7 separate regions of the Mus musculus genome follow, and all the other regions are linked to region 1. The links are chromatin contacts, called in public HiChIP or PLAC-seq and promoter capture Hi-C maps. All regions are on one chromosome and are shown on one strand. The core of a region is the stretch at or near the end of the contact, and the rest is flanking DNA. Distances in the headings are between cores, read along the strand shown. Region 1 holds the start of Ephb1 (Eph receptor B1). Region 2 has its middle 9.8 kb from the start of Gm28166. Region 3 holds the start of Slc35g2 (solute carrier family 35, member G2). Region 4 overlaps Ppp2r3a (protein phosphatase 2, regulatory subunit B'', alpha). Region 5 overlaps Il20rb (interleukin 20 receptor beta). Region 6 overlaps Ppp2r3a (protein phosphatase 2, regulatory subunit B'', alpha). Region 7 holds the start of Pccb (propionyl Coenzyme A carboxylase, beta polypeptide).

Region 1 (3,248 bases), core at 144-2,643:
GGAGGAAGGGCAAGAAGTAGTAAGACAGGTAGGCAGTGAAATTGGACTGTGGAGAGTGTTGCCAAAGCTGCAAAAGACCCAGTACTCACCCATGTCAGAGAGGGGCATCCCTCACTTAAGGGACTTCAAGACACAGTGCTGTGGAGGGACAAAGAGCAGCTGAGGTAGTATTAGGGAAGATTAAGCAGCGGTCACTGACGTCATCCTTTCAGGTTCTGAGGCCGGATGGGTGGATGGTAGGGGAAGACACAAACAGCCTGTGTCAAAGTCTGGGAAACAAAGACCTGTCAGAATCAGGGGTCTGAGTGTGGCTGGGGTGGTGAAGAGGGAGGCAGTGTCTGTGAAAGACAGAGTAAGTACCCAGGGTGGGGAATCAATGTAACTAAATTCCCAAAGGAGAGTTGCCAGATGTTAATGTCTTTAAAAGGTTTGGGGAGGGGGCTGAAGCCCCTCCCACATGAGTCTTCCAGGAGCATCCCTAACCTTGCGGGAGGAGGTGAGGACCTTCTGCCACACAGCTTCTGACAAGCATCAAGGCCAGGGCCGGATCTGAAACAGCCTGACCTGATCAACAGACAGCAAAATGGGGCATTATCATCAGAGCTGATGGTGGGAAACCACTTCTATTCTGGAGCCTGGTTTTCCTGTGGTTGCAGAACTCAGTCCTTCCCACCTACCTCCAGGCCTGGTTCAAAGCAATGTCTCCCTTCCCCATACCCCAACAAGTTGTCAGACTTTCGGCTGTTTCTTCATGTCTTCCCATTATGACTGTCTTCTGACAGCAGGCCCTACAGTGGATGCTCAGAGATCCACCTGGGAAGAGACTTTTGGAGATATACAGCTGAGGATATGATAGGAAGCCCACAGGGTGTTCTAACTACCCCCGAGCAGCCGGCCATAAAGTCTTGAAACCATATTCACTCACTCCACAGATGCATGCCAAGAATAAGACACTGTTAAGGTTCCAGGAATTCTGAGTGAACGAGATCAGACAAGACTCAAAAATAAACAAAATTGATTAGTAAAATGATATAGGGTGGCGGCATTCTGCATAGGAATAGTCAGGAGTAGCTGTGGGGTGTCTGTAAGCATAAGGGACCTCAGTTGACTTCTTGGCTGAGCCCCTCCTTTTCAGCTTGGGGAAAGCGAGCGTGCGAGGCTGCAGTTCTCCTAAATCACCACAAGAGGGAGCGCGATCACCTCCTAGCGCCTTCCTAACCCTCCCACACAGCCTTGCAAGCAAAAGTTTTTCTTAAACTAACAATGCCAGTGTAAGGAGGTGCTCGCGCCTGATTGGATGAGGGAATTTTGCAGGTTTGATTCCTTGATTGGACAGGAGGTGTTAGGGGTGGAGAGAGAGCTGATGGTGGGGGATCCCGCTCCCTCCCCCGTCAGTCTGGCCCGCTCTGTCCTCCCGTAGGCTCCGCTGTAGCTCGCAATGTGACACCAGGACGCACACGCTCTCGCGCGCTCTCCCAGGCTCGCTCTCCCTCACCCTCTCTCACACACGCACGCACACACCCACCTCTCCCATAAACACACACACACACATGCACACCCACATCCACGCGCGCCCGCACCGCCCCACGCGCGCACACTCCCGCCCACGCCCACGCCGCGCTCCGGGGAGTCCGGTCCCGGCCAGAGCGCGAAAGGACACGGAGAAGCCACCCGCCGGGAGCGCAGCGGCGCCCTGGGACGCGGCGCGTCTCCGCTGGGGCTCGGCCTGGGGGCCGCTGGCCGGCGATGGCCCTGGATTGCTTGCTGCTCTTCCTCCTGGCATCTGCAGTGGCCGCGATGGAAGGTAACGTACCCTTCGCGGAGCAACTTGGTGGCTGCCGGCTGCCAGTTCATGGGTGCCGCGCGCTTTGCAGGGCTCCTTTGGCTGCTCGGCCGGGCATCCTGGTGCTGGAGAGAGAGAATGTCACCGATCCTGGGTAGAGATGGGGCACCGGGATGGGGCGGTACCCACAGGCATGCCCTGCGCCGACCCTGGGCGCCCACAGCAGGTTCGTTCGCACGCAGAGTCTTTCGGCTCCTGCGCTCTGGTGCTCCCAGACAGCACGATCACCGGACATCTCCGGCTTAGAGAGCCTGGATCCCGCTGCATTGCGGTGCAAGCTCCTTAGCTCTGGGCGAAGCTGGTCTGGGAAGCGATACCTCGGGCCACTGGGCTCCTAGAGTCGGCACCTTCGGCTCTTTCTATCCCGGGCCTGGATGCGCTGGCTGGCGAGCGGTAGCTTGCTGTCTCCCTTTCGCAGTCTGAGGTTTCCGGACTCTGGGCTCCGCAGGCAGGCTGCTTGGGGGATCACAGAAGGTCCTACTAGTACCCCAGCAAGTGACTGCCAAACGAGAGGGGCCAAATCCATTGACCGCACCCTGGGGGGGAAATCAGCCCTAGAAGCTGCCGGGTTGCAATCTTCCAGGGACAGCAAGTGCGAGGCGGACGCCTTTCTCGCCTTCTGAGCTTTGGAGCAGGGGTGGGCTTGGGTGAGTGCTGGCGGTGCTTAAACTCATCCGGCAGTTAGAAGAGACTGCGTGGCTGCGAGCCCACGAGCCAAGACACCATCCCTGCTGGCTCAGCGTGGTTGTGCCTCCCGCTGGTGGCCAGCCAAACCCGCTCAGCGGACCCCTTACCCGGCGCACCCAGGAGCCCCGGCGCTCAGGGCTCCCGCGAATCCCGTGGGAAATCCCTGCTCGCCTCCCCGCCTCCCGCCCCCTTCCCCGCCCCCAACCTTCCCTGCGGAGCCGCGGCGGCCGCCACCTCCAGGGACGCATCTCAGTAGAGAAGGAGCAGTTAGAGTTATCTCGAACAGAGCAACTCTGGGGTGAGGCGCCGCCGCCACGCCACCCCTGCTGGAAGCCCCACATCCCGATGGATGTCTCTGGCCAGGTGGACTCCACCCGTAGGGACATTCCTCGTGGAAGGTTCGCAGCTCTCTGTTTCCCCTGTTGTGTTCCCATTTGAGAGCTGGCTCCACTGGATTGCAGGTTCCAGGTGAAACGGACTCGTTCAGTGGAAACTCCAGACCAACATTGGTCCAGCGTCTCTAACCCTTCCAGTAAGCACTGGCATACACCCGTGCCCCTCTTGGTCATAGCAGGGAAGATGTCTTAGCCATGGCAAAGACTACCGCTGCTCAGTCTCCGTGGAGATGGGTAAGCGAGGAAGCAGCAATTACTGCACAGAAAGCTCTCGCTTGTTTCCTGAAGGTGGCTTTTTGTTTGCGCTTGACCTCCTGCTGCCC
Region 2 (3,455 bases), core at 292-2,791, 1.9 Mb after region 1:
CCCCCCAATCCCCTACCCACCCACTCCCCCTTTTTGGCCCTGGGGTTCCCCTGTACTGGGGCATATACAGTTTGCAAGTCCAATGGGCCTCTCTTTGCAGTGATGGTCGACTAGGCCATCTTTTGATACATATGCAGCTAGAGTCAAGAGCTCCGGGGTATTGGTTAGTTCATAATGTTGTTCCACCTATAAGGTTGCAGTTCCCTTTAGCTCCTTGGGTAATTTCTCTAGCTCCTCCATTGGGGGCCGTGTGATCCATCCAATAGCTGACTGTGATCATCCACTTCTGTGTTTGCTAGGCCCCGGCATAGTCTCACAAGAGACAGCTATATCTGGGTCCTTTCAGCAAAATCTTGCTAGTGTATGCAATGTATACCATTTATTTATTTGTATGCTTACATGTGTGTGTGTACAAGCATGAGGGTATGCATGTTACAGAACATGCATGGAACTCAGAGAACAGCTTATGGGGATTGGCTCTCTCCCTCCAATTTGTGGGTTCTAGGGATGAAACTCAGTCCGTCAGGTTTGGTGACAGGCACCTTTACCCGGTGAGCCATCTCAGTGGCCCTGTCAAACAGACTAACCACACAAGCAACAACAAAAAACAGCCAATAAAGCAAGTGGAGGGTGAGGAGACCTGTAACAATACCTTCTTCAAAATAAGAGTGACAAGAAATGATGATAAGGCTGGGTCTGATAGCACACACCTTTAATCTCAGCACTCAGGAGGCAGAGGCTGGCAGATCTCTTTGAGTTCCAAGCCAGCCTGGGGAGTAAGTGTGAGGCTGGCCAGGGCTGCAGAGTGAGACCTAATCTTAAAGAAAGAAAAGAAAATGAATGCTAATGAGGAATGTCAGCTGGATTTGGTCCCCACATGTTCCTCAAGGCAGAGTCATGGGACTTGTTCACGAACCACTCATAATGGCGGTCGGTGTCTGCTCACCTCATTCATTAGTGTGTCTGGCTTGCCGTGCCGACCTTGCAGCTGCTCACTGTAGATGCTGGGTGAATGAAGCTGTTCACACACCACGTTCTGGACAAGGGGATCTAAAGTTGTCCAGATTTCTGTCTGACAATTTTTAGCTCTCAGAATACAGGGAAAGAAGAGGTTTTTGTTTGTTTGTTTTAAAGATGGCTACTTGCTACTTACTAATGAAGGGAGACAGATCTTGAGCAAGTCTTGAATTATGTCATAATGAAAACATACAATAGTAGACGATTAGATAATTGTTCCTTACTCATTTTTTTCTTTCTTTCAATCCGGAGTTGAACTTAGGGCCTCACACATGCGGGGCCAATGAGTCACCACTGAGTTATGTCATCAGTCCTCTTACTAAAAATGTTTTTAAAGAATGAGAACTATACTATCGGGGTGATATGTCCCTCCCTGAATGAAGGCCCCACCCGGAATCTTCCAGGTGACCATCAGAGACTCCTTTGTCCTATAAAGAGATTCAACACAGAGGCTTACATCTTGGATGGTGGAAAACAGACTGCCTCTGCCTGTGACTCATGTTGGCAAAAAGAGAAGAGGAACTGAGTTTCAGAGTCCCTGCAAGTAGCAGGGGAGGGATCTTGCCGGCAACACACTCTCTGTGTTCCCTGTGTGCTGGAGGCTCTCCAGCTGGCCACAGCCTGGCTTTTCAAGAGGCAATTAGGATGCGAAGCCTGGTTGCAAGCTTGTTCGTGCACAGAGCTCTGCTCACCTCTGTCCCTTCGACCCTGCCTGGGCCCATTCTTGAGTGTGAAAGTTCTGATTGTTATCTCCGTTACAGAATCCCATTCTTTGTCTGTTCTCCTCTGCCTTCACCCTCAGTTTCTTTGAATGTCCTTTCATGGGACGACTTGATCTGCTCCCACAGAAATGCAATTATCAGAAATCAACCTCTCTCACCCATTTCCGCCCTAAGCAGCTTTTGCCCACTGGTGAATTTCACATTGTACTGAGAAAGTCAGCAACTAATACTAATAATAATAAAATATGTTTGTATTTTTAGATGACTTTTTCCACCGGGGACTCCCTGGCGAGAGCAGGGCGCTGGGCAGAATGACGGGGTGTATGAGCCGGAAATAGAGAGCCAGAAGAGGCCTGGCCAGCTGAAGGCTTTTCTTGACAGCTAATTTCCATTTTTTGGTATCAAGGGGTCTGTGCCAGTAATTGGCATGCAGATTGTGTCTGATGGGCCTGTTATACAGAATAAAGGAATCTGCTAGTTAGAATAAGCCAACCCCAGGCTGATGGATGGGGCATAAGGAGGTCATTGCGAAAGAGAAATTGTGTGTGTGTGTCCCTGTGCGTGCGTGTGTTTCACAAGAACCCATGCCCCTCCTCCCCCTCTTTATCCAGCCAACTCTAATCTTTCATATTGCACTGAGACAAATGTCACTCCATTTCTTCCCCTCTCTCTGTTTTTCCTTGAAGGGATATTTGATAGAACCTACTCTAGGTTTTTTAATAAAGTATGGGGGCAAAGGAGAAATTAAAGCGGTGTCATGGTTTGTTAACAGCTCAGGATCATCCAAGGATGGGCCCAGGCTACAAATTATACTCTGGAATTAATTGGTAAGAGATAGTTCTCCTGTCCATCACTCTTAATCCGGCAGCTGTGGGATACCAACAGGAAAACGTGCGTGGACGTCGGAGTCCTCTTGGCTTTGTCTAAGTCAGTGCACTGGTCAGTCGGTTGTTCCCTTCATGATGTAGGCACGTGCTGTTGGCTGTTTCTGTTTAGGTGAACTAACTGGTGCTGGGGCTCCTTCTAAGGAGGATGTTCCGGGAAGGAGGATGTTCCGGGATGCTGTGGGCCACAGGAGTAATTAGCTAGACTTCCAGGGGAATAGAAGCTAAAAGAGAAGCTAGCTTTCTTTTTTCACAGCTCTGAAAATCAAAACCACAAGATCAACTGTGGTTGATACAATATCTGTGTTTTGAACAGACTACTGTGTCTGGGCTAAATGTCCAAGAATTACCTTATTTATTTATTTATTTATTTATTTACTTACTTACTTACTTACTTACTTACTTACTTATTTTCTCCGTGTAGCTCTGGGTGTCCTAAAACTCTCTGTATTAAGCAGACTAGCCTCAAACTCAGAGACCTACCTGCTTCTGCCTCTTGAGTGTTGGGATTAAAGGTGTATACACACCACTGTCCAATTAAGAATTATTTAAGGACTGGAGAGATGGCTCAGTGGTTAAAAGCACTGACTGCTCTTCCAGAGGTCCTGAGTTCAATTCCCAGCAACCACATAGTGGCTCATAACCATCTGTAATGGGATCTGATACCCTCTTCTGGTGTGTCTGAAGATAGCTACAGTGTACTCACATACATAAAATAAGTAAATAAATCTTTAAAAAAAAGGAATTACTTTTAAAAGAGGCAGAATCAGGTAGTTTCTGCCTACTTGCCTATGGTTCCCTTTCTCACACAGTAGCAGATAAAATTAACTCA
Region 3 (3,428 bases), core at 814-3,313, 1.8 Mb after region 1:
GTGCTGGGACTAAACCCAAGGCTTTTTACGTGCCAGGCAAGCATTCTGTTATTGAACTAAATTCTCAGCCGTTCATTTTTTGAGACAAGAATCTTTCTATATAACTGATGCTGGCCTTGAACTCAATATCCTGCTTCCAACTTCCAAATGCTGAAATTATTACCACCAACTGGGCTCCCAAGTTTTTAAAATATTGCCAACCTCAATGAACTAAAATCCATTATAATGTCTTGAATAAAGAGACTATTTCTAAAAGGTGTGTGTGTGTGTTTGTGTGTATGTTGGAGTTAATATTATTTGGGGTTTTCTATCCCACCTTTGATCATTTAGTTCCCAGAAAAAAGACACAAAACCTTTATATTCATAATAAGCCTTAATGCATTAGAGCTGGGCAGATATCAGCCCTCTATGCTCTTTTGTCTACTTTTCTGTCAAGAATCCCAACACTTGGCCGGGCGTGGTGGTGCACACCTTTAATCTCAGCACTCGGGAGGCAGAGGCAGGCGGATTTCTGAGTTCAAGGCCAGCCTGGTCTACAGAGTGAGTTCCAGGACAGCCAGGGCTACATAGAGAAACCCTGTCTAGAAAAACCAAAAAAAAAAAAAAAAAAAAAAAAAACAACAACAACAACAAAAAAACCCCAAAAAAGAATCCTGACACTTGCCATGTTCTGCCAGGACTGTTCCTACTCCAACTGGGCTGGTCCTCTCAATCCACCTACCCCATGGGGGCTTCCTCCTCTCTCCTTTTGGTCTTTGCCTCAGACCCCAAGCCAGGGAACCGAAGCCCTGCCAACCTCTCTTCTGCCCAGCTACAGGCTATAGGCATCTTTATTCAACCAATAGTTTCAAATTAAGGAACAAGGTTTGCACAACAAAAGCTGGTATGGTATGTGTGTGCATATGTATGTATGTATGTGTGTGTATTTGTATGTAAATGTGTGTATGTGTGTGTTTGTATTTGTATGCATATGTGTGTATATGTGTACATATGTGTGTATGTGTTTCCCGTGTGTCTCATATACTCACACCATCCATAAGCTAGAAGACAGTTGACTTCATCCATTAAGGTGTGTGTTTGTGTATGTGCTTGTGAGTATGTGTGTATATGTGTGTTTGTGTGTGTGCGTGTGAGTATGTGTATATGTGTGTGTATGTTTGTGTTTGTATATGTATGTGATATGTAAAAGAACCCTCTGGGAGCCATCCAGGATTGAAGGAGGAGGACAGCTAGTGGTCAGGTGTGCAAACACAAAACTCTACCAGAGGATTTGGGTTCTGACTTTGAGATGAAGACGTGGATAACAGTAACTCTGTTTCCCATGTGTCTCTCACTTGCCCACACTATCCAAAAGCTAGAAGACACTTGGCTTCATCCATCAAGGTGAGTCCTGAGTCAGAGCAGGACAGAAAGGGATCTAAACAGACTATGAAAAATCTGGCAGAAGACACTTGTCTTTCCATAGTTAGCACCATAATTCAGGCCTGATTGTTTCTTACCTAATCTACAGTCATGGTCTTCCAGCCTGTCTCCTGGACTCTCATTGCCTTGGTGACTTGGTTTGTTTTTAAGAGTGTGTTCATTTAGCTTTGGGGATTGGGGTATACAAACATTTGCATTGTCAAGACTTCTCCCATCTTGCAAAACCTGGGTAAAACGGTCAGGACTCAGGGATATCCCAAGATTATTCTGTCCCAAGGTTTATCGATACTGTCACCACTTCAAATATCAAGAAATAATTTTTAGTTCTTACAACCAGATAGAAATGAATGGAGAATGCTTCCTCATCTCTTCCCAGAGGACCTAGTCACCCTGGCTGGCAGTCGATTGCTTCTAAGAGCCCCCCCCACCCCCCCCAACCCCGCCTGCCCCCACTCTCCGCCCCAGGGCGTTGGCAGCTTCCATTGCCTGGGACGCTCACGCCTCTCGGGGAGGGCCAGTCCCCAGGTCTAAGCAAACATCCTGGTGGTCTCCTGCCGTCTTCCACTCCCGCAGCGCCTGCGGTGGGGGGTTGGGGCAGCGGAGAGCGCAGGCGCAGTGCCCGCGTCTGGCGCCCCTCTCCTTGCTGGCCGCCCCTGGCAGTCCAGGCTGCAGTGGTCCCCGCCGAGCGCGCGGCGGCCTCAGCTGGCTAGGGAGGCCAGACCAGGAGCGCGGGAGTCCGCTAGTGCCCCCGGCGCACCGGCCTAGCCGCGACTTCCAGGTAACTGAGCCGGTGGCGGGTGGGCAGCAGCGGGCGGTGCGGGACTCAGCCGTCTGGCCCCGTCGGGAAGAGGGAGCGCACCGAGCCCCACGTCGGTGGCAAGTGACCCGTAGGGCGCCTCGTTTGGGGTAAGGTAGGCTCCCGTCAAGCGCCCCGCCTACTTGATAGACCTCGGTGGAGCGCGCGTCTCTGCAGGACGCCAGAAAAGCCATCCAGTGCCCACTTCTCCCCGTTGCTGTCCTGGAGAACAGGAACAGCGGGGTGATAGTCAGCACCATCCTCGGGCCTGACACAGTTGCTTGTGTGGGCCCAACCCCAGTCGCATGATGAAGGTCAGGGCTTGTCCCTTCTTTGGCCCCGGAGCCCACACAAGCTCGGCGAGTGCTTGTGGCGTCATAGGAGTGATTGCGAATGCAACTTTCGAAAAATTACTGGGTGGTTTTAGGAGTCTGACAAAGATTTTGGATTTGCCATCACTTTCCTGTCTTGTGTCTTTTGAGTCTTGAACTCCAGATTAGATGGGTTGAGATTTTCCTGTTTCTTGACTCGATAGGGAGGAAGGACCAGAGTGTGGAGGTGGAGGCTCTGGCAAGTCAGTTTCATCTCATCTATCCACGTAGAACAAAATGCGGATTTTCTTGACGGAATTGGTTCTAGGTTTAGAATTTTACGCAGTGTGTGACCGTTTAGCTCATGGGGGAAGACGGGTCGCGGGAACTGGCAGGAAGAACACTCACTCTTCCTGGGGCAGCTGGGGGCGCTGCGCAGATCCACGTCACTACCCAGGCTGTCACCAGGCTCTGGTAGGAGCAGGAGCAACTTCCCGTCCCGAGGATTGAGGAGCTCCTAGACAGTCTCACACCAGGCCGGGAGGGTGAGGGGGCAGGCGCGGAGTGGGCCAAGTCTGCGGGCTCTTTTCGGGAAATGGCTTTGAGCAGAGTTGACTGTGTCCGTGGTGCTGAAGCTCCTCGTGCCCAGGTCTACGACTTCCTGGGCCTATGCCAGCCATATTTTCCTATTTTGCACCTTTGCCAAAAAATAACTCATGGCCAAAGCAAGCGGCCAGGCCGGAGCCGGCTAGACACTGAAACTCTTCACAGATGGGTTGAGCGTGGTCTCCTGAGGGAAACACTGCAGGGAAATGTGGTTCAACTTGGAAGAAGAGATAAAACCCAGCTTGCTTGATTTCCTAAAAGTACACACTGTGAGCAAGCACACCGGCCCTAAT
Region 4 (3,401 bases), core at 695-3,194, 1.2 Mb after region 1:
TCTGAGAGGGTAGACAGAGCAGCACAGCAGTAATGGCCCCCGCAGTCACATCCATCCATTGAAATGAGCTGCCATCTCTGAGGGAAAGCAACTTCTGCAGAAGAGTAAAGGAACAGAAAGTCATGATGGGCAAGTCTGCAGAAACTGCTCACCAAGGGAGTTACAGGGCACCAGCAGCATTCCAATCCCTCGGTGGGAAAGTCCTACTGAATGAGTGTACACTGTCAGTTACTAAAATGGTGTGGGCGCCCTCTAGTGGGACCTCCTCTTAAATGCCATTTAAAAGTCAGATTCTGTAAGGCAGGCTCAAGGGTGAGTATTTAGGAACACTGAGTGAGTGAATGATGGTTTGAGTTACCATCCCTAGGAATGGGATTTGAGTTTTTGAAGTTTTTTGTGATTTTCACCCTTCATAGCAAGCAGTTTGAGTATTTTATATAAAATGTTTAAGCCAAGCATAAGGGTTCATGCCTGTAATCCCCGCACTTTGAAAGCTGATGTAAGAAGATTGCTATGAATTCCTGCATAGTGTGGGCTGCAATATAAGATACCATATTTTAAGACCAAAAAGTATTCAAGCACAAAGAATAACTAGAAGGTGATAATATAGAATTACAATATTTTGACATAGACACATGCATCCTGGCTTACTCTGTTAGTGAGAGCTGTATAGAATTTGAAGTTGAATAGTGAAGTCCTAAGCATAAGGAAATCATTTCCCTGCTGTCAGAGTGCCTTTGGGCTGGATTTAGAACAAGCACCTTAAATTCTCCCCTCCTCTTACGAGCTCTGCACTGGGTGTTGCCCAGACGCTGTAATGACTCTCTCACCAGGCATCTGTGCATGCGGCCCTCCTCACCACAACACTTCTTTCTTTCCTATTTTTCTCTGCTGGAAATCTCACGGGCCTGCTCTGTGCTTTCATGACAGCTGTACTCATTACTCAATACCGCAGTGGTTCCACAGTCGTATGATTCTGTTGGAAACCAAACACTGAACTGTACATTCCTTATAGGGAATAAAACTATCTCATTTTCTTTTATCCAAACCCATTCAAGGCCAGATAAAATACCTGACATACAGTTTGCATTCAATAATCAATTTGATTAATGAAGGAAAATCAGAAAATCTGGAGTTAATAATTAGATATAGATGATAAGAAAAAATTAAATGACCCCAAAGTTTCAAACCCAGAAAACAAAGTCTGAGTAGCACCCTTTTCCCTATTGTTATTGTTCTGGGTTTTGTTTTCAAGACACGGTTTCTGTCCTGGAACTAGCTGTCCTGGAACTAGTTCTGTAGTCCAGGCTGGCCTCAAACTCACCAAGATTGCCCTAGTTCTGCCTCCCAAGTGTTGGCATTAAAGTCATGTGCCACCTCTGCCTGGCTTAGCACCACCATTTTTACAAAAACTAACAAACATAAAAAACAAAGTCCAGGAAAAAGTAGTTGTTTTGCTTTTTCAGTGCTTTGACTTTTCTGTCAGGGTCTATGGAACTATGGTTGGAGGTGAGGAATTCTAGAAAGTCAGAACACGTGACAGAGGGCTTCGTCCCGAAGCTTGTTCTTTAAAAGTCAGAGTTTAAAGCCCCGTGAGGCTTAACTGAATGAGCCTTCTCCCTAATAACACATTTACCTTTATCAGTTAGTTTCACCCCATGGTCTCGGTCTCAAAAACATCCCAGAAGAAAAGTTCACCATCCTGTAATTGACACTCCTTTGACAAAAACCAGAAGCATGGAAGCCATGGTCAGGGGTAACAGTAGTAGGGGACTTGCACAAAGCTTACCCTTTAATTCCCAGCACTGAAAATGAAAAGACAAAGAACATTTGATTCTTAATCTAAATAGCACCCAAGTCAGCCTAAAATTACCAGCCTGTAAGTGTGTAGTCATTGTATGTTCTGAGCACCAGATCTTCCTAACCAGTGTTTCTTTTGTAGGTTGCTAAGTAACCGTCATGACGATGCTGCCAAGTTCATCTGGCTTCTGGCAAAGCCCAGCTGCAGCTATCTAGAACAAGAGGATTTTATCCCTTTACTTCAGGTGATATTTTTTTTTGTACCTTTTAAAAATGGAATTTATTTTTGGAGTATGAAAGGGGGTTTTTTGTTTGTTTCTTTGGCTGGTTGTTTCTGAAATTTTTTGTTTGTTAATAACGGCGTCTTACTGTATAGCCAGTGCTAACATCAAACTCTTAATCCCAAATGCTAGGATTAAGGTATATACCACCATATACCTTATGGTGATTTTTTTTCATTTTAAAGTATATCTATACTTGTAAAGTATAACTATAATTTTTCATTTTAAAGTGTAACTATGCAACTGAGCTACATACATCTAGAAGCCAGATTGTTAAGAATGGTTTTCAAATTGTTTTAGTAGTAAAAAAATCTTGTTAGATGGAATCTAAAACAAAACTCAGTATAAAATGGACAAAGCAGGGCTGTTTCCACTGTATCCAGCCTCCTCCCTAGCCAGTCGCGGTAAGCATGGAGCATCTCAGGAAACTGTAGAATTTAACATCAGCCATCGTTAAGAACCTAGCAGGAACTGATAGTATTTGGAAGAGATAAAATCAGTTTTCTTAATGGAGTGATCCTGGGTGTATCAACAGTTCTCCAGGGCAAACCTCATTGGAAGAGTTTGGAAGAGTTGGCCAACATAAAATGAACTAGGTTGCGAGGGGGGTAGGGGGACCAGGACGGGATGTTTTCTTGTTGTTTGTTTCTAAGAATGAGAAAAACAAAGTTGAGGATCAAAGTTGAGAAAGAATATAATCAAAATAATGTTGTATGGAAATCTTTAAAGAATCTGGTCAGAAACAAGAAAAGGCTATGAAATAATCAGAATAACTGTCACGAACTCTGTAGTCTGGGAGTTCGGTGAATCCTGACTCTTTGGTTTACGCACATATCTAAATGGCTCTCTGATTTCCCACTAAGATCTATTTGTAACAGAAGATTAGAATAGGAAAAAGAGCTGTGCATGATGGTGCTTGCTCGTGCCTGCCTGTAATCCTAGCACTGGAGACAGCAAGAGGATATAACCTACACTATTAAAATACCAAGAGCTGTCTCAAGAAACCAGTGGATGAATGATGAAATAAGAGAATGGAAACTTGAATCAATTATACTGAGGTTTGCAAGGACAGTTGCCACTAGCCCATAAAGGTAGGCAGGAGCACAGTAAAAAGAAAGCATGTGTAGGCGAGAAAAACAAGACACAAAGCCTGCGTATCAGAGCTTTCCAGCCTAGGAATCATTTAAGTTAAGGGCAGTAGGCCTTATTACTACCCCGGATTTCAGGGAGATTAGTGATTTATGCTATCTCCATAGCTCTCTATTTACTCATCCAGGGAACACAATTGTTTGGGACAATTTGCACTGATGGAACCAAATA
Region 5 (3,142 bases), core at 453-2,952, 1.9 Mb after region 1:
AAACAAAATTTAATATAAATAAAATTTAAAAAGAATCTTATGAGCATCCGTGGAGTGCAGAAGAGTGCTTATATACATTATTCCACACACTAGGACCCCTCGGCAGACCATCCCGCCCCCTCGCCCACCCATCTGGCCGCTGTGTCTCCACTGATGGCATGGTCATTTTATCCCAAGGAAACCGGTTCTCCCTGGAGCTGACTTTGATTCTTTCTTTCTCTTGCCAACAGCTGTCCTCACCCCACCCAGGATGGAGGTCACTGAACATGGGCTGCATCTGGTTATTGAGCTGGAAGACCTGGGGCCCCAGTTTGAGTTCCTTGTGGTCTACTGGAGGAGGGAGCCTGGCGCCGCGGTGAGGCTTCCCGCAGACCCTGGCCTTTGAGTCACGCCTTAGAGAAGGCGCACAGCTTTCTGGGGGGAGAGGGAGTGTGTCTAGCTTTGCAGTGCTCATGGCATAAGTGGCTTGACCAGGGTGAAGTTTAAGAAAGGAGAGATGAGAGAACCAACCATCCATCCCTACACTCCTTCCTCAAAGGAACCTTTGTTCATCCTAGGCCTCGGCCAGGGTATCTGGGCCCTTTTCAGGCCAGGTCTATTGAAGTTTGGGAGACTGATTCCCTTGCTTTAATGCCCCCCCCCCCCGAACCCCTAGTGCTTTTTTGATGCATTTGGGTTTTCTTTTCTTCCTCACCACCTAGTCTCAGACATATAGGGCCAACAGGGCAGGATGTTCCAGCCCAGGGTGTTCCGGATGATTTCAAAAGCAGAAGGTGGGCATGAACCTCTCGAGGGTGTGTGTCTTGGCAGAGTGTGGAAGTGGGGCACGGAGCCAGGAGCTAGCTTATGAATAAGACTATCTAATTATGATACAATGGGCCGTGCAGAAAGCTTGGAAGGGAGCTGCCCTTCCCCATGGGAAGGCCGCTGTAGTCTGAGGTGAGTGGGAGGCCAGCCCTCATGGAAGAGTGGTCAGACAAACAGCAGAGGCAACACGGTATAAAACCCTCTAGCAGACCCAGGGGACGCCATGCCCTATGGAACCCTGTTTAAGCGGATATAATGGCAGAGCCTGGTGGCCCACCTCAGTGGGCACAAGGAAAGCTAATTTTCTCAGAAGGATCAACATGGGCAACAGAGGTGTCTCACCAAATCTGTGAGCAGAACCAGCAAAGGGCCAGGCAGAAGTACAGTCTTCACTACACAGGGACTCTGGCCTGTGGGAGCCTTGGTTCTTCTTCTTGAAGGTCTTACTGTGGCCTCTCCCCTTCACTCCCAGGTCCTATCCATGCCTGTGACTGTGCCTCCCTGACTCCTCAAAGCATCTCAGACTGACCCTCCTCACCCACTCCTCTCCCTTTGTCCTCCTGTCCAGCTTGAGGTATTTGGTTCCCCAAGACCAAATCCTTCAGGGATGAACCTCATTGCTTGTGCCTTACCGGTCGGTCTAAGCTGCGTGGGGTTTGGACAGCCAGTGGAGCTCCGTGGGACCCCTTCTCAGCCTGGGCTGTTCAGTGTCACATAGCAATATCTGGGGGCTCTGCACCCTCATTGGAGTGGGACAGTGATCTTGGAAGATAGCTGTGGGCAGGTGGGACAAGTTATTGGCCAATATTTACCCTGCTGGGTCAGGGCACACTAGTAGCACGTTGCATTGCCAGCCAGGCAGATGGAACCGAGTGGGAGAAATGCTACTTGGCAGGAGAGAGCACGCATCAACCTCATAGTCTTTGGGGGTGGAGCCTTTCCCCCTCCCTTGTAACTGGGAGGCTCATTGCTGAGAGAGTGTATGCCCTGAGTCATCTGGGCTGGGTCACACAAGCTTCTACAGGCTCCTCTACAGGCCTGGGGGTTAGAGTGGGTGTTGAGGGTTGGGCAGACAGGTGGATGGACTCTGCTCAAACCTTGTCCTGTTGGAGAGGCTGTTTCTTATCTCCCTTTAACCCTTGTGCCTCCTAGCCACTCTCTTTGCCTTGCCCCAATTTGGCTTCGTAACTCTAATCACGACAGGAATGTGTTTATGTAATATTTCTCTCCCGCATGCAAGGTCTCTGAGAGCAGGGGCTTATGTGTTTCATTCGGTGCTGCATCCCGAATTATATTACTACATTTTTATATCAGTATATTAGTACAGGCCTAATAGCTATGAGTGCGTGGATGAAGAAATGAATGCCTTCATGAATGCGTGAGATGTGTTCTCTGTTCTGGAATGTTCTGGAAAGGACTACCTGCACTTTTTCCTGCCCAGCTCTCCCCACCATCTTCAGCTCTGCTACCTTTAGGTACTAACTGCGTCTTAATCTTTTTTTAAAAGGAACATGTTAAGATGGTGAGGAGTGGGGACATTCCGGTGCACCTAGAAACCATGGAACCGGGGGCCATGTACTGTGTGAAGGCGCAGGCACTGGTGAAAGCCATCGGGAGGCACAGTGCCTTCAGCCAGCCTACGTGTGTGGAGATGCAAGGTAAGGATAACCTGCTTGTCCCTGGGTCCCTGCACTTGGCAGCCTTACCACTGCATGCCTGGATGCCCGTCGGGTGCCTGGTTCTGAGTCTTTCCCTGGCTTTACCTCCAGGCTTGCTTCCAGGCTTGGTGGGTTCTAAGGTAAACTCCGACTCCCCCATGGGTGGAAGCCCACCATGGGGACTGGATAGGATTTCTTGAGCAGTTGACTGGAACTGCCCCCAAAGTTACCTCCTCGTGGGGCACATTGTTACAAGACTACCTTGCCAGGTCTTGGAAGGAGGGGGAGACACCACACTGTATAATACAATTACAGCCGCTTTTGTCTAGAAGGGATCGTAGAGTCTATAGAGCCCTCTTTTTGACTTTTTTCACTTGAATTTAAACAATTTAAAAATTGTGTTTGTGTTGTGTATATACATGTGTGTAGGTATGCGTGTGTGCACATATATATGCATGTGTATGTATGTCCACACATGCACATGTGGGTGTGAAGGACAGAGGCTGTATTGGGCATCTGTTCTCTTCCTCTTTTTCTATTTTATGAGGCAGCCTCTCTCACTGACCCCAGATCTAACTGACTGGCTATGCTGTCTGGCCAACAAGCTCCAGTGACTCCCCCGCACCCATGTTATAGATGTACACAGCCTTTCCTGGCTTTTATATGGATGTCATAGA
Region 6 (3,383 bases), core at 277-2,776, 1.2 Mb after region 1:
TACAAAGTTTATGATTTTTCTCCCACTTTTTAGGAAATTCCACTAGCTTAATAATTGTTGGACAAAGAAAAAACTATACAAAGAAAAAAAGAAAAAAGAAAAGTTAAGAACTATACTAGTCACTAAGAGAATATAATTAACTATCTCTGCTGTCGTCATTTTCATGGTATTTGCATATTATTGCTTATAGGTATGAAATGCATACTTTTATGTTAGTATTATACTTTGTCTTCAATGTAGAAAAATGATTCTATTACTCAGAAGTAAGCACTAAACTGGAAAATATTTGTAACAGTAAAATAGCATCATAAAGAGTATCAAGACTTACTTGGAAGTACATGATATGAATCTGTACATACTGAGATATCAAAATAACTGTACTGTGGAAATTTTAGACCATCAGTATAACAATAAAGGGCTGGAGATGTGTGTGGCTCAGTGGTGAGCACTTGTCTGGCATGAAGTGTCCTAGAGCCACAAAACAAGTCAAAGCAAAAGTCTAACAATGAGTATCTGAAAACAGAACTTTGTATTGGTTGCCTGTTCTTTCCAAAGCCCTTTCTATTAGGAAATCTAGCCAAATAATAGCATGAAGTTGCTGAAACTTTAGTGTTAAGTTTGCACAAGTGAGGTTCTTCTAGAATAATTGCAACATACTCTCTAGTATGAAATTGACTAATCGTATACTTGGGCATGAAAGTGACCAAACTAAAGAAAGATCTTACTCATAGCAAAACAGTGAAGATCATAATTAATAAATCATAAAGCTCTGTGATAAAAGAATATACATTCTGTTTTGGTAACAATTTTGTCAGTGTTTTTAAGACTAGAAAGAACATCAGCTAGGTAAGAAAGTACTCCAAAAGTCAGCCCACATTCCTTATTTCCTAAAAAGGTTACCAACTGAAAAGACAAGTTATTTTGGCAGTGAATGAAAATAAAAATATGAATACCAACAAACTATAGCCTTTGACTTACAGCTTTACATGTTGGGCCAAGAGATTGTTAGTGACTAAATGCTCTGCTTAAGTATGCCAACATATGCCAGCCTTGAAAAGGGAGGTGGCCCATTTACGTTTTTACAGTGAGCAATGGGCCTTCGAAGAGTTCTCCGTGGCCCTGGCACTGGCAGGGAAGCTATTCTGGGGCTCACACAGATGGTGTCTCAGTGGTTTACTCGGTTCTCACTTGGCCTGAATCTATCACTTTAAGCTAAAATTACTAAGCTGTGCAGTAGCTGCTTCTCACCATAGAGAGAGCTTTAAACTTGTTCCCCTTTTCTCTCGGCATAGAAAGAAATCAATTTTTAGAAACATTGTGTAGTTGTCCAAATTATTTAGAAAGACTGAGAAGAAACTTCAGAGCTCTGACAGTCAAAGAATGAATTGGTGGTCCACTCAGTATGACTTTCCAGGTAGAAGAGCCAGGTCTCCATTGCTTGACTATGTTTATCTGAACTCATCGCCTATAGTTAGAATTCTTTGTTAATTCCTCTCTTTATTTCATCTACTTTCAAAAATAGCATGTACTAGAGCCAAGCATTTTCTATCCTGGCAGCCTGTGTCATGAATTAGTTTCCATCTTCATATATACAAAGAAGGGGACTGACACATGATTCAACTTGTCTGTCAATCTGACTAGAGGTCTTGGTGAAAGACTGTCAGTTTTATTTTTCTCACTAGTAGTAAAGAATGATTCTTGCTATTTTTTATATTTCAAAATTGTGACAAAGTTGTTAAAACAGCAAGCAAAATGGAGAGCCAGCTGCTACATGCTTTCACCACTAGATGGTAGCCCAACTTCAGTAATGAAGAAACAATACATCTGCTATCAAGTTGAGCCTCAGAATGTGGCAACTGGGGAGATGGAAGACACAAGTGTGTTATTTTACACTGCAAACAAAGCAGCTTAGCAAAGACTCACAACAGAACACACCTAACACACTTATGTGTTTCTTTTTTAATTTTAGATACGTGACTGCTTTGCCTACATGTATGTATATGTACCACATGTATGCCTAGTGTCACAGAGATCAGAAGAGGATATCAGATTCCCAGGATCAGATGGTTGTGAGCCATCTTGTGGGTGCTGGGAACCAAACTTAGGTCCTCTGCAAGTGTTCTTACACCAAGTCATCTCTCTATCACATAAAACTTTTAAATTCCTAAAAATTTAAAATTCTGCCAAAAGGTAGAAAGACTGATAGAAAAATATCTCCATAGTTGAGAGCATGTACTGCTCTTCCTAAGGACCAGAGTTTGGTCCCAGGACCCGTGTGGGCATCTCACAACTACCTGTGACTCCAGCTCCAGGGGGATCCACTGCCCTCTTCTGAATTCCATGGGCACCCACTTGTATGTAGGTGCATATATTCACATCTACACATAAACATAATTTTTTAAAAAGTAGAAAGGAGAGAAAAGTAATGCAGATCAAGGTTTTATAATATTTGCTTCCATAAATAATATACATACTTTAACTTACTTTAAATTAAGCTTATAGTCTAAATCAAGAAATAAATTTATACAAAACTCTAGTGATAGTGAACAATAAAAATTGTATGTGTATATTGATACTGACTTTGAGGGCCAGGCCAGCAAGATGGTTCAGCCATTAAAGGTACCTACCACTAAGCCTGATAACCTTAGTTCAACTTCTGGACTAACTAGGTGGAGATGGCCAAATACCAAAAGTTATCCTCTGACCTCCACACTTGTGCAGGGCATGTGTGTGCAGTCAAGTAGGAGTTTCATCCCATGGAGTAAGCCTTTTGACCAATCTTTTTTTAAAAAGTACTTGGTTGCCCCTATACCATTTGTGCCATTATTGTACAGTATATCTTGCAAGCAAGCTACTGTTACAGGTGACCAGGATTTGTAGCTAGAAAATACTGATGATTACCCTTCTCTGGTAGCTTGCAGATTACATCCCAATACCATGAATTTTAGTCAGCAGGAGTGAAGCTTCTAGTTAACACCAGCTTTACTTTTCTGTGCTTGATAGCATATGTAAGTATTGCCATCAGCAATCGGGCTATTAGGCTGTGCAGAATAACCTTGACAATATCCTGGGATATTTGGGGATTTCCACGGGGCCAAAGACTCAACAAAATGTAACTCAGTGCTAGCACTGGCAGTTTATTTAACTTGGTAACATAAGGTGTCTAGTCAGGGCATTGGTGTCATATATGTATATATTTTAGAATATGTCTACAGTAGTATGTTGTCATGTAGTTTTTAAATGTCCTTTAGCGTTAGTTAGTTGTGCCTCCCTGTACTCCCTCCTTTACCATCCCTCTTTCTATTTAATTTTCCTATTTCTAGTTTCTCCTTTGTCTCTGCATACCAATATATCTTATTTCTCCTTCCTTTGGAAAACCTTTC
Region 7 (3,302 bases), core at 758-3,257, 1.3 Mb after region 1:
TCATGAAGGGTGCCAAGGCTCTATAAATAAATAAATCTTAAAAAAAAAAAAAAAGCAGGGCCAAGAGCTCTCTCATCTGGTGTCCCGTAGATGTAGGAGTTCCTTGCCCAGTCAGGAGTCTTCAGACCTTGGACAGCTTCTGTCTATGTTGAGGGAAACAGTTCTAAGAAACACAACTTGCGGCAAGTAGGTGGCTCAAAGATGATTATTCAGCCATGTTTAATCCCAGTACTTGAAAGGCTGAGGCAGGTGGATCTCTGAATTTCGGGCCAATCTTGTCTACATCATGAGTTCCAGGCCAGTTTAAGAGAGAGAGAGCCTCAAAACGTAAATGAAATAAATAAATAAAATGACATTAACGTTAAAGTCTCAGGCCAGAATTTGAACTCTGTGGGAGTCCTGCAGAGAGGTGGAGTGAGGTGGATTTAGGAAGGGTTAATAATCAACTCTGGCAGGCTTTTTTTATTTTTTTATTTTTTATTTTTTGGCTAAGAATGAGAAATATGCACCTTGTACTTTGCCTTAAAGACCTGCCACTTCGCTGGGTAAACAGATGAGAAAGCATTCATAGTAGAGTTTTCGAAAGCACTGGAGCAGCACTTCTCAGATGTTAGCATCTGAACTGACTAAAGGGTCCTTGCTAAGAGGTCAGCAGCCTCCCCCCCCCCCCCCCGCCCCCGCCCCCCGCCCCCGCCGCCGCCTTGCATCCCCTCTGATTAGTAGGTCTGAGCCCGAGCAGTCTGCTCCTAGTTTACTTTTCCTATTTCCTCCCAGCTAATGCCAAAGCCGCTGTGTTGACAAGATTCTCTTCTTGACCAAACTTCGGTCAGGCTCTACTGAGCATCTCTTGAATAGAACTGACCTTGGCTCCCAGGTCCTCTCTTCTAGAGGGTAGCTTTGCCAAGAATCCTGCTAAGTCAGTTATGCCAGAATCTTCCACCCTTGATGAGGGATCGCCCTCCATATTTGATAAGGTTCTTCTTCCACTGTCCCCCAAATGATGTCTGAGCACCCTGGCTTGCCTTCAACCAAGCAAACGTTGTTTGTCAGATTGCTCCTTGCCCTGTGTTCCCTATTAATTTTCTATCCATTGAGCTCCCTCCCCGATACATCTTGTCTTTGGTGTATTCGGGGTTGAGGCCAACCTCTCTCCCCTACTGTAAAACCCTATGGAGCCTAGACCTAGCACAATGGTCTCTAAAAGTTTACTTCACCATTCTGTGTCTCGTCACAAACTTAAAAAACATCAAATAATTTGTGTGTATCAGAGTTTGGGCGTGCACATGTGGAAGTCACAGGACAACATGGGGTGTCAATGGTCCCCTTATTTGTGTGAGAATTGGGTCTCATTTGCTTCTGTACATGCTAGGGTGGCTGTTCCGTGAGCTTCCTGGGATTCTTTTATTTCTGTCAGCTATCTCACCTAGGCAACCTCTCTGTACAGACACTCATTACTCTGGCTGAGTACTGAGTTTGGGGACCCCAATTTTGGTCCTCATACTCAGGCTGGCAAAGGCTTTAACTTAGCACTGAGCCAAGTAGCTTCCCAGCTCCTCTCCCCTTTAAGAGACCCTCTCTGGAGCTCAATACGTAGCTCACAAAACATTTCAGTCTTGACGCCATACAAACCTACTTCTGTTCCTGTGTATCCCATCTCTGAAATCTGGATATAAATTATTTCAAGGCTAAGTTTTAAGAGCAAAACCTGGCACAGCATTTGGTAAAAGTTGGTCAGAGCTCATTATCTATTCATTTTTGGGGGGAAGAGGGTCGACGAAGCCTGGAGTTTAGATGGCTAACGCAGAACGAGGAATGAAGTCCTTGTTCTGTGTGGCTACACGGGCACAGAGCTGAGAGGCAGGTATTTCCTAGAACAGGACCGCCTTGAGCCTGAATGCAAGCCTGTGACTGCTACCAGCTTTAGGGCCAGCGACGACGCGCAGGCGCAGACTCGCAATGTCTACGCTCTCTGCGCATGCGTCCTGAGGTGCAGTGTGTGTCACGCTGGCAGTCAAAAAAAAAAAAAAAAAAAAATGGCGGCGGCGATTAGGATTCGGGCGGTGGCGGCTGGAGCGAGGCTCAGCGTTCTGAATTGCGGCCTCGGCATCACGACCCGCGGCCTTTGCAGCCAGCCGGTTTCAGTTAAAGAGCGCATCGACAACAAGCGCCATGCAGCGTTGCTGGGAGGAGGCCAGCGCCGCATCGACGCGCAGCACAAGCGAGTGAGTCACGGGCGCCAGTGCGTCCCGCCCCCTCCGCTCCCGCCCTATCACAGCGCGCCGGGCTCGCGGCGCACGAGCCTCCCAGCCAATAGGCGCTGCGCCTGGGAGGGGCGCGGCGAGAACGTCCACCTGGAGAACCTAGAGCCCCCTCGGGTGTCAGTAGACATCTGCACCACTTAGGGAGGTCCCCAGGCGGTGGTGGTGGGCATTGGTCGTCGGATGGATGGATGGATGTGACCGGTCTCCAGCTGCGCTCCACTTAGCAGCTTTGAACTTTTGGGAAAGGTGGTCTTTAGAAAGCACCGTAAACAGAATAATGTCTTCCAGGTCTTGTTTGAATAAGATTGCCACGTTAATCGGCCACAGGCTCTGAATTTAAAAGACGGGATTGTTCTCCCGCTGCCTGAAAGTGTTTATGACAGTTTTTTTTTTTTTTTTTTTTTTCCCTTCCCTCTTCTCGGGGAAGGAAGCAGTAAAACCCAGGCACGAAGTATTAGAAAAAACTTGGTTATGTTCACATTAACCTGGTGTGTTGTCTCCCTGCGTGCTGGGGATTTGTGACGCCTGTGACCGAGGAAGTCTGGTTGGCCTCTTGAGAGGTTCATGTATCGATCTGCTGCATAGGAAGCAGGTGGACTTTCTATAAACTCTCAGGCTACTCTGCTGAGAGCAGCTGAGGCGGGAATCACATTTGAGCTTCTTCTGGGGAGGTCATTTAGCAGCAGAAAAACAAAAAACAACAGAAGCTGGAAGAGGTGACCCTAGACTTGAAGCCAGACTTGCCCAGTGTGTCCTTGACAACTGAGTGAGTCCAGGCAGAAGAGCTGGATAAGTTAACATGAAGGTTCCCTAAGGGAAGGGCTCCTGTGAAGGGCATGCAAGTCTTACCCAAGTGTGTGAAAATCTGGGTCAAATGTTGATTCAGATGTCCTGAGTTAGGTTTGAAAAAAGAAAAATGCTCAAGGAAAACTATTTATTCCTCTTGACACTTAGGGATGTAAATGTGGTTGTAAGGTTTATGGTGAGCCATAAGCCCTCTCTCCCTTGGGGTCCCTCTGAAGGGCTATTAAGTTCCCTGGG

Evidence for each region. Promoter capture Hi-C pulls out the DNA fragments that hold promoters and counts their contacts. HiChIP or PLAC-seq counts read pairs in DNA pulled down with a chosen protein or histone mark.
Region 2: an H3K4me3 HiChIP or PLAC-seq map of embryonic forebrain shows a contact between it and region 1, with 11 times the contacts expected there. The contact joins the enhancer-like site here to the promoter of Ephb1 in region 1. A contact is called at or near these places in 1 of 39 promoter capture datasets (pre-B cells), 2 of 15 datasets of contacts at CTCF or cohesin (embryonic stem cells and large pre-B cells), 1 of 484 Hi-C or Micro-C datasets (B cells) and 3 of 115 datasets of contacts at active chromatin or transcription factors (embryonic forebrain, forebrain and stem cell-derived neural progenitor cells).
Region 3: a contact with region 1 is called in an H3K4me3 HiChIP or PLAC-seq map of embryonic forebrain, with 6 times the contacts expected there. The contact joins the promoter of Slc35g2 here to the promoter of Ephb1 in region 1. A contact is called at or near these places in 1 of 39 promoter capture datasets (hippocampal neurons) and 1 of 115 datasets of contacts at active chromatin or transcription factors (embryonic forebrain).
Region 4: a promoter capture Hi-C map of hippocampal neurons shows a contact between it and region 1, with 35 times the contacts expected there. The contact joins the enhancer-like site here to the promoter of Ephb1 in region 1. A contact is called at or near these places in 16 of 39 promoter capture datasets (the 3T3-L1 cell line, 3T3-L1-derived adipocytes, the C10 cell line and 11 more), 3 of 15 datasets of contacts at CTCF or cohesin (embryonic stem cells, large pre-B cells and pro-B cells), 48 of 484 Hi-C or Micro-C datasets (B cells, the Ba/F3 cell line, CD4 T cells and 32 more) and 10 of 115 datasets of contacts at active chromatin or transcription factors (SST interneurons, astrocytes, embryonic forebrain and 6 more).
Region 5: a contact with region 1 is called in a promoter capture Hi-C map of hippocampal neurons, with 3 times the contacts expected there. The contact joins the enhancer-like site here to the promoter of Ephb1 in region 1. A contact is called at or near these places in 2 of 39 promoter capture datasets (hippocampal neurons and pre-B cells), 2 of 15 datasets of contacts at CTCF or cohesin (embryonic stem cells and large pre-B cells), 1 of 484 Hi-C or Micro-C datasets (B cells) and 3 of 115 datasets of contacts at active chromatin or transcription factors (embryonic forebrain, forebrain and stem cell-derived neural progenitor cells).
Region 6: an H3K4me3 HiChIP or PLAC-seq map of forebrain shows a contact between it and region 1, with 8 times the contacts expected there. The contact joins the enhancer-like site here to the promoter of Ephb1 in region 1. A contact is called at or near these places in 8 of 39 promoter capture datasets (the 3T3-L1 cell line, cranial neural crest, hippocampal neurons and 4 more) and 2 of 115 datasets of contacts at active chromatin or transcription factors (forebrain and neural tube).
Region 7: an H3K4me3 HiChIP or PLAC-seq map of embryonic forebrain shows a contact between it and region 1, with 4 times the contacts expected there. The contact joins the promoter of Pccb here to the promoter of Ephb1 in region 1. A contact is called at or near these places in 1 of 39 promoter capture datasets (embryonic stem cells) and 2 of 115 datasets of contacts at active chromatin or transcription factors (embryonic forebrain and embryonic stem cells).

The regions. Positions count from the first base shown.
Region 1 is chr9:102,352,838-102,356,085 of GRCm38.p6, reverse strand. It overlaps Ephb1 (Eph receptor B1), which reads left to right and starts at 1,393. Exons shown (of 16, transcript NM_173447.3): 1 at 1,393-1,804. The coding sequence starts at 1,747.
Region 2 is chr9:100,438,402-100,441,856 of GRCm38.p6, reverse strand. No RefSeq gene overlaps it. Among named protein-coding and RNA genes, the nearest start is that of Gm28166, 9.8 kb to the left of the region's middle. Within about 2 kb of position 1,541, at least 110 of the 459 cell types and tissues checked have an H3K27ac peak or open chromatin away from gene starts, as enhancers often do. A contact at or near this core is called in embryonic forebrain and stem cell-derived neural progenitor cells, where this site is marked.
Region 3 is chr9:100,569,720-100,573,147 of GRCm38.p6, reverse strand. Slc35g2 (solute carrier family 35, member G2) reads left to right here and starts at 2,063. Exons shown (of 2, transcript NM_001101483.1): 1 at 2,063-2,200.
Region 4 is chr9:101,178,979-101,182,379 of GRCm38.p6, reverse strand. Ppp2r3a (protein phosphatase 2, regulatory subunit B'', alpha) reads left to right here. Exons shown (of 14, transcript NM_001161362.3): 5 at 1,943-2,045. Among named protein-coding and RNA genes, the nearest start is that of Gm24338, 42 kb to the left of the region's middle. Within about 2 kb of position 1,944, at least 33 of the 459 cell types and tissues checked have an H3K27ac peak or open chromatin away from gene starts, as enhancers often do. A contact at or near this core is called in SST interneurons, cortical glia, cortical neurons and 10 more, where this site is marked.
Region 5 is chr9:100,465,536-100,468,677 of GRCm38.p6, reverse strand. Il20rb (interleukin 20 receptor beta) reads left to right here. Exons shown (of 7, transcript NM_001033543.3): 4 at 231-355; 5 at 2,315-2,465. Among named protein-coding and RNA genes, the nearest start is that of Gm28166, 17 kb to the right of the region's middle. Within about 2 kb of position 1,702, at least 45 of the 459 cell types and tissues checked have an H3K27ac peak or open chromatin away from gene starts, as enhancers often do. A contact at or near this core is called in hippocampal neurons, where this site is marked.
Region 6 is chr9:101,158,049-101,161,431 of GRCm38.p6, reverse strand. All of the region lies in intron 6 of Ppp2r3a (protein phosphatase 2, regulatory subunit B'', alpha), which reads left to right. Among named protein-coding and RNA genes, the nearest start is that of Gm24338, 63 kb to the left of the region's middle. Within about 2 kb of position 1,526, at least 24 of the 459 cell types and tissues checked have an H3K27ac peak or open chromatin away from gene starts, as enhancers often do. A contact at or near this core is called in forebrain, where this site is marked.
Region 7 is chr9:101,033,589-101,036,890 of GRCm38.p6, reverse strand. Pccb (propionyl Coenzyme A carboxylase, beta polypeptide) reads left to right here and starts at 2,007. Exons shown (of 15, transcript NM_025835.3): 1 at 2,007-2,222. The coding sequence starts at 2,034.